2 separate regions of the Mus musculus genome follow, and region 1 is linked to region 2. Evidence: chromatin contacts called from public promoter capture Hi-C data. All regions are on one chromosome and are shown on one strand. Each heading gives the region's core, a stretch centred on a gene start, on an enhancer-like site or on the middle of the called end of the contact. The rest is flanking DNA. Distances are from core to core; before and after follow the strand shown.

Region 1 (4,122 bases), core at 142-2,641, 120 kb before region 2:
CTGTAAAATCAAGGCCTACTTGGGAGATGGTCTGCTTGGCTTAAATCCTCGTTCCTTCCTTTGTCATTTGGAACAAGTTATTTAGCCTCTCTGCCTCAGGTCCCTCAACTGTAAACTGGGAAATAATGGTATCGTATCTCCTAGGGCTATTGTGAGGACTGTGTTAGTTTATATGTACAGCATTTAGCTGCTCAACTACTGCTGGAATCGGATCTATTATTACTTATTCTATTGTTTATTGTGGCCTTGGAGTTAAGGACCTAATCTTGCTTATGATATTATCAATGTATTCAAGGCAATACGTTTAGACATTCACAGAAGGAAAAACCTAAGCCTAATTCTGTGAGGTATTATCAATCACAAGATGACTGGTGACACTGGATAGTTTTTAGTAGATTGCCACTATGGATACAGCACATGTGTGTCTTTTGATCAATGCCCTTTTAGGTGGCAGAGTGCTATGGCACTGAAAAGTCCTGCTGCCTCTGCCCTGAGTGTCTCAGGGACATGGTCTGACATGACAGTCAGTCAGAGTCAAGTTTTCACTATGCAAATATGGATTTGTAAATATGAAAATCATAGGAGCGCAGCTCCCTGTGGGGTTTAGATTTGATTCGGATAGCAAAGTACACAGAATTTAAATTTCAGTGATTCTAGCAGTAATAAAGGCAGCTTAAACATTCAAAGTCAAGTTATTTTGTAGAATAAACTGCCCAGGCATGGAAGAGGGACTTTCCTTAATTTAGGTTGTAGACATGAATTTGGAAGCTTTAAACATTTGTAAGATGTACATCTTTGCTATTTTTGATATACAGAACATTTTGAAATAAAATGTGCTTACTTGAAACACCAAAGACAATTTCTAAAGTTTTATCTTCAAATTAGTCTGTATATTTTGTATGTGTTTTATAGTCAAGTATACCTGTGTTACTATGCATGTGTGTACATATAAAATAATGTGATCACATTAAAAGCAAATTGTGGAAAGAGACTATGGGTTTATTTGTTTTTTCTTAAGATTTCTTTATTTTTATTTATGTGTATCAATGTTTCCTGCATGTATGCCTGTGTACCACATATGCCTGGAGCCCATGGAGGCCAGAAGAGGACATCTGATCTTCTGGGACTGGAGTTACTGATGTTTCTGTGTTCTACAGGGTCCTGACTCACAGAGCCATCTTTCAGCCCGATTTTTTTATTATTATTATTAAGTAAAAATAAAGCTCTTTTCTTTGAAAGTGGGTTTTGAACAACCACAAAAAAGAGAGCAGCACTATGTCAATTAATATTCTGTTTTACGTATTTTGATGCAGACAGTCAAACCTCTGGCCTCACTCGAGCTGGGCAAGTGCTCTGTCACTGGGCTTGTAATGCCTTCAGCCTTTAGTAGTCGATCCTTCATGTGAGAGAAACAAATACTCAATTGATCTCATGCGGTCATTCATGTGACTGGTTTTCTACACCAGCAGAAAAATTTGATTAATTGCTATTAACTGTGATAAATCCCATGGGTAATGAAATTTTTTGGTCTATCTATTTTCTCCCTGTTATTCAAACAAATTAATAAAACAGCTTGCCAGACCACCATAGACAATAAATATGTGTTCTGCACCAGCACAGGAGCACAGTGCTGCCCAGTGCTTTCTTGGGCTCTGGAGCTCCAGGGTCCTGCCCTTGTTGGCAGGGTCTGAACCCTGAAAGCTGCTGGGAGCTTCCATTAGGCTCTTGTACTTCACTGAGTATTTGCTAAGGCGTAGACTTGCAGTCTGTCAACACTAATACAAAGGTGGATATGAAGCCAATCCAGCATTAAACCTTTTACTTTGCTTTTGATAAGTTTTGTCTTTCTAGTTACCTAGGCAATCAGTATTAAATTACTGAATCTTAAACTTTGAGATAGCTAAAGAGTTTGATGTGATTTTTTTTCTAAAGTGATTTAATGCATTATGGATAGACAATTATCAGTTATAAAGATAAATAATTGGGCAGTGAGTGCTATTAAATGGAACATGACATAACAAAATCCCAGCTCTATCTCTTTCAAACCCATATAAATTTCTTTCTTTTGTTTTTGGTGGGTGGTGAGTGGAGACAGGGTTTCTCTGTTTAGCCCTGGCTGTCCTGGAGCTCACTCTGTAGATCAGGCTGGTCTTGGACTCACAGATTCGCCTTCCTCTGCCTCTGAAATCTACACTTGGGAGGATTAAAGGTATGTGCCTGGCTTCCAGATACTTTTTTTTTTTTTTTTTTTTTTTTTGGTTTTTCGAGGCAGGGTTTCTCTGTGTAGCCCTGGTTGTCCTGGAACTCACTTTGTAGACCAGTCTGGCCTCGAACTCAGAAATCCACCTGCCTCTGCCTCCCAAGTGCTGGGATTAAAGGCATGCGCCACCATGCCCAGCTCAAAAATGTGTAGCCCAGGTTGGCCTCGAACTCGTGATCCTCCTGCCTCTGCTTCCTTCAGCAAATCCTACCAGTGTGCGCCACCACTACCGGCCCAGATACGTTTATCATCCCTTTAGATTACATGTTTTTCCTTCCTTTTGAGCCTAGTAGGCTCAAAACTGAGGCCACAACATCCTCTTGCCTTAGACTTCCAAGTAGATGTTGTTCCTACAGCTGTGTGCCATTACAGCTAGCTCCACTTGCTTTTGTCTACATTGTTGGGTTCTGTTTTCTAATATTTTCTTGAGGATTTTTGCATTTGTGTTCATAAAAAGATGCTTGTATGTAGTTTTTCTGTCTTTGCTTGGTAACCTGTTATTTGTATGTTCACCTCATAAGTTTAGAAGTATTCTCTTGCTGTTTTCTGGAAGGGACTCTAGAGAATAGGTGTGACTTCTTCATCCTGTGTCCAGTTAAAATTCACCAGTGAACCTATCTGTATGTGGTCCTCTCTGATTTGGAAGGTTGCTAGACATTGTATTTCTTTGCTATATACAAGTATACTTGGGCCATCTTGTTTCTTTATGTGAGCTTTGGTAGAATTTCTTACAAGGACTTAGTTCATTTCATTGAGGCCATTAAATCTACAAACATAAAGCTGTGTATAACACCCCTTCATTATTTTTCAGGGTTTGAGGGATTAGAAATGATGGCCTATCCTTCATTTCCATTATCAATAAATTGTGTTCTTTATTTTTTTGTCTTAGTTAATGGAGCTGAGCTAAGGATTATCAATTTTATTGATTATGCCAAAAGACAGCAACTGACTTAGTTGACTTTCTCTGTAGTTTTCTGATTTTCAGTTTCATTGATTGCTGTTGAGTTTTTAAATGACTCCCCCTCTGCTTGTGTGTACATCAGCTGAAGGTCTTTCTTCAGCACCGATGTGCCTGTTCAATGCTCTAATTTCCTAAGTAAGCATTACCTCTGCACCTCACAGATTTTGTATTTTTTTTTTCATTTAGTTAAAGATCTTTAAAAATTCTCTTGAGGTTTCTTCTTTGACCTATGTGGTTTTAGAAATATTTAATTCTCTCATGATTTTTGTGCATTAACACAGTCATACATTTTCCCAAAGTGCAATTAGAGAATCATTCCTACTGATAGAAACACGTGTACACTGGGCTGCTAATGCAGAGGAAGGCTGGAAAGTGAGTAAGGAAGCCAAAGTGATTGAATCTTTTTTCTTCCTCTGGTCAACTGTGTGTATTTATTCAATGAACTTATGCCAACATTGAAATACCCATATAGATGAATCACCTTTGAAGTGATAACATTATATGATACAATGGGAAGAATAATTACATTAGAAACTAGTCCTGAGAAGCAGTAGTCGCTCCCTGTGGTTTAGGAAGGACAGACGAGTTGGCTCAGTGGTTAGAAACACTTGTTCTTGCAGAGGCCCTGGGTTCAGTTTCCAGCACAACATGGTAGCTCACAACGAGTCTCAGAGGATCCAGTACCTTTCTTTGACCTTTGTGTGCACCAAACATGCATTTGGTGCACCAACAACCATGCAGGTAATGCACTTACATACATGGAGTAATAGGATCTTCAACAATTAAATAAAAATAGACAGTAAAGAGGGAAAGATCTAGACAGGAGGTAATTTCAGATTAAGTTTTATGATGAACACTGTAATCATGGATGAAAATTGAGCCAATATTTTGTAAGGAAATG
Region 2 (4,143 bases), core at 924-3,423:
TCTGCCTTCTGATTGGTTGTTTCCTTGCTAGGTTATCAGTAAGCATGTGTGCTCTGTGTCACCACTTGTTACTCACTGGCTAAAATGAATGGTGACCTATTTAAAAAAATATTCTTTGAGAATTTCTTACATGTATACAATGTGTCTTGATCATATATATCTACCTCCCATACCTCCTCCTGCTCCACATCCCGTGTCCTCTCCAAAGCTCATAAAACCTACCTTCCTTTCTTTCTTTCTTTCTTTCTTTCTTTCTTTCTTTCTTTCTTTCTTTCTTTCTTTCTTTCTTTCTTTCTTTCTTTCTTTTGGTGATGGCTGATTTTAATAAATAATGCCCAATGAAAGGTGGTAGAGGGTTGAGGAAGTAATGAAAATATTTGTGTGCATGCATACATACACACACACACACACACACACACACACACACACACACACACACGCGCGCGCGCACGCGCGCAAGTAAATGCACCTCCCCCTCCCCTCCCCAGTATATTGGGTAATAACTTAATCTGGCTATTGAAGTACGGTACTTCCTAATCTGTGAGCTGTGTGTGATGCTATAGACGTAAAATCCCAGTACTCATGAACCTGCAGCAGGGAGAAAACGGGCTGGAGGCCATTCTGAGAAACACAGCATTTCCATCAGTCAGCAAACACGTGCAGGGGTCTGTAATTATTACTTCCTAATGTAAATAAAATCTCCACACAAAATTATCAAATAGTCAAAAGATGGCTTAATGAAAAATACCTGTACTAAATGCCTACGTGATTTTTCTGCTAGCATCAACCACAGTATATTCCTGTTTATTGTTTGAGATACTTTTAGAGTTCTGTTCCTGATCTCTCAATGATGGATAGACACAGGGCTAAGGTACAGTGTGCCCTCTTACCCTTGATTAAAAAACAAAAAAACAAAAAAAACAAAAATCCAAAGGAACAGCAGCTGGGAATCCTAGCTTGTTGGGGGTGACTGTCCCCATTTACAGTCCACAGAACCTCTGCTTAAACCAACAGGGATGGAGTTCCTTCATTTGGTTTATTTAAAAGGAGATTCTGAGCCTCTGCTGAGAACATGCATTTTCAGAGTTATACATTGTCAACTCTTTCTTCTAAAATAATCTCAAGCTATCTACTGGTGGTATTTGATAAATAGCTTTATTAGTTTTGATCCAGTGTTCCATTTTCTTTAAAAAAATACTTCAAGCAAAGAGTAGAGGCATGTATATCAATTTAAGTCATGAGGGATGGTTGGTTTGAGCTGCAAACAGGCATTGAGCTCGTGCAGTCTATGAACTGTTGATTCCATGAATAGTTAATGATTCACGTGAAGACACAGTGAGTCCTGTGCTATCTGCATGGCTGTAGGCCTTACTCCACTGGGAAGAGAAGAGTTTGTGTCAGTGCTTCAGGACAGGCTTCCTTGCTGGCACCCCTGCCACCTTGGTCCCTTGGGATACAGCAGCCATTCCCTCTCCAAGCAAGGCTCTGATGAATTCACGAACATGTCTTTCTCCCATCCTTATCATTTGTGTCTGCTGTGCTGTCTTCCCTGCCCTGGCCCTTTTTCTGGATGCTGCTGCCTCACTCCCATTGTATCCTGAGCCCCGGTTGCCTGCATCCCTCTTCCCGTGCTATCCCCTCCAGCTAGCTGCCCTGAGGTCCTGGGACAACTAGATTCCCTGTGATTCTCTCTGAGTTCCAGCTGGGCAATGCTCAGACCGAGGTGGGGGAATGCTTCTCTCCCCGCTGTCACCCCAGTTACCAAGGCATCTCAATTCAGAGAGCCCTTATGAGGAAGGATGTCTTATTTCCACCCACATCATCCATCCTTGCTCCTGTAAGGTTCAGACACAGCTCTCCACCGAGTCTGAAGAAACCAGTCTTCTTCTTGTACTTCCCTCCCTCTCTGCTCCTTTGTTCTTGTTGCTTTCAAGATGCAGCTTATGAATGTAGATACTGCCACACCCGAGGTGACTGATGGGGTGAATCCAGCCCTTAGAAACAGCAGTGTGTGTGCCCGTGAGGGTGGAGGGCAGAAGGAAGGAGACAGGGTCCTGTTACCTAGCTACACTAGAATTTAAAACTCATACGGGGAGAGTGCTCTTGACGTGATCGCTTAGAGTGGATCAAGGGATTGCATGTTTCTCTCCCTGACTCAGGCTCCTTGCAGCAGATGGGCCGTGAGAACAAACTTAGGTTTCCTTCATTGGAATCAGGGGGAGATGTGAGGAAGCGCTCCATGATCACCGGCTCCTAACATGCCCTGTGAGCTGTGCTTTTTATCTTCTCCATGCGGTCCTCAGTCCCAGATTGTTTGCCTTTGTGCTGCCTCTTTCTCAGGAGCTGTATTAGGTAGTAAGCACATTCTGGTTTATTTAAAGATTGTGCTTGCTCAGATGGGAGCTTAGGCTACTGTGAAACTGGCTCTGGCATGGATCCTTCAACCTACTTGGTCCATCCTTGTTGAAATGGCTGGTGCGGTGTTTCTCGTTAGAACAGGCAGGCACTCAACATGTCCATTCTACCCATAAGTCTCACTAATATGCTCCTCTCTGTCTAAAACACAACCATGTTTTCTCTTCCCTGGGTTCATGTTAACGTGAGGATGCTTTCAGTCTCCAGCCAACCTGGGCATCAGGGCCCAGGGCTCCCCGCTGAGCTGTCAGGCATCATCTTTCCTCATGGTCATGGAGAACAGGAGAGGGTCTGGAGGGATTTGCCACCTTTACTTAGGGCCTATTCACTTAGAGTCAGTTTTAGGGATCATAAGACAAGAGTGCTGAAGCAGTTCTTGCTTGGGCAGCACATTTGCTGAGGAGGAAGATTAGACGTATTTGTCATGCGAGAGTAATAATGCTTCCAGGCGCACACACACAGGAGAGGGAGAAGAGCTCTGCCTTCAAGTACAGAGCTGGAAGTCTCCCTAGAGAATGTGGTGCTTCCAGATAAGACATTGTCAGGCAGAGAAGTGAGAAGGTTCACTCCAGGAGGAGGTTGCAGTGGACTTAAAGGCATAGGGGTAAAGAGAGAAATGTAATGAGGAAGGTCATAGGCTAGAAATGTTCCAAGAGAACAGTTCTGTCGGAAGGAAGAAGCTCTTAGCATCCTTTTAAGCAAGGCAGTGGATGCCAGTGGCCAGTGTGCTGGGTGGGGAGAGGGCGGGTCTTCCCCTGCTCATGATCCTTGTATGGTAATCATTCTGGTAGTGGTGGTAGGGCATTGCAGAAACACTGAATGCCTGCTCTTTGTCATTTCAGGTATCTGGTCCCCTGCAATCACATGATGCTGAGTCAAAGGTGGGCTGTGAAGGAGAGAGACTGTTACTCCGTGTCCGCTGCCAAGCTGCTTGCCTTGACCCCTGTCTGTTGTGCCAGTGGCATCACTTTGACACTTGGGAACCAAGAAAGGGATTATATTCTCTGGTCCAAGTGTATGCATGATGGCTCAGGTGGGAACACGTTAGGAATGGTCTTTAAACTTGATGTCACATCCATCTCTCCTGGCATGATGTATCTCTTTGGGTATAAGAAATAACTGGAGTTAAAGAGTAGTTGGAGCCTTTTCCCATTTTTAAGAGTTACAGGCTCTGTGGTTAGTATTCACCAAGACACCTGTCTTCACCTAGTCATTTAGCACAGATTTTTATCTTACATGTCCTTTTTAGTGGTATCTTCAGAGCCCAAATAGGAAAGTGTATGCTAACATGTCTTCTAAAACAGAATGAGTTACAGATGTTGAGTCTATAACCAAGGCAGACCTGCTTTTTAAGTTCCAAAATTTGAAGTTCAGATTAAACATGATTTTCCAAAACTTGCTAGCTATGTTCTCTGTGCAATCACATTTAAGGACAGGGAGGAGGTAGTGCCACCATTTACAGATGAAGAAACAGACTCAGGGAGGAGAGACTACTTGTTCAAGGTTATGTCACACGCAGCTTCTCTGAATCCACATCCCATGTTTGTTCTGCATCCTGCCTCTAGAGTTGCAGAGTCCCAGTGAGTGGTCTCCATAGCAAGCTGGCAGAATTGCTGTGTAGCAGTTAACAGCTAGGATTCTGATCTTACCACCTTTTAGGGGAGAATTCTTAATCATTGCAAACCTCCTCCTTTTATGTGTGAATAGTACCTACTCCAAAGGACTGCC

Evidence for each region. Capture Hi-C pulls out chosen DNA fragments and counts their contacts.
Region 1: a promoter capture Hi-C map of pancreatic islet shows a contact between it and region 2. The contact joins two enhancer-like sites. A contact is called at or near these places in 1 of 15 datasets of contacts at CTCF or cohesin (the NIH/3T3 cell line) and 3 of 9 other capture datasets (adipose tissue, liver and pancreatic islet).

What each region holds. Positions count from the first base shown.
Region 1 is chr3:85,797,915-85,802,036 of GRCm38.p6, reverse strand. No RefSeq gene overlaps it. Among named protein-coding and RNA genes, the nearest start is that of Fam160a1, 54 kb to the right of the region's middle. Within about 2 kb of position 1,391, at least 2 of the 459 cell types and tissues checked have an H3K27ac peak or open chromatin away from gene starts, as enhancers often do. A contact at or near this core is called in pancreatic islet, where this site is marked.
Region 2 is chr3:85,675,376-85,679,518 of GRCm38.p6, reverse strand. Fam160a1 (family with sequence similarity 160, member A1) reads left to right here. Exons shown (of 12, transcript NM_172682.3): 8 at 3,258-3,448. Among named protein-coding and RNA genes, the nearest start is that of Gm40082, 35 kb to the left of the region's middle. Within about 2 kb of position 2,173, at least 9 of the 459 cell types and tissues checked have an H3K27ac peak or open chromatin away from gene starts, as enhancers often do. A contact at or near this core is called in pancreatic islet, where this site is marked.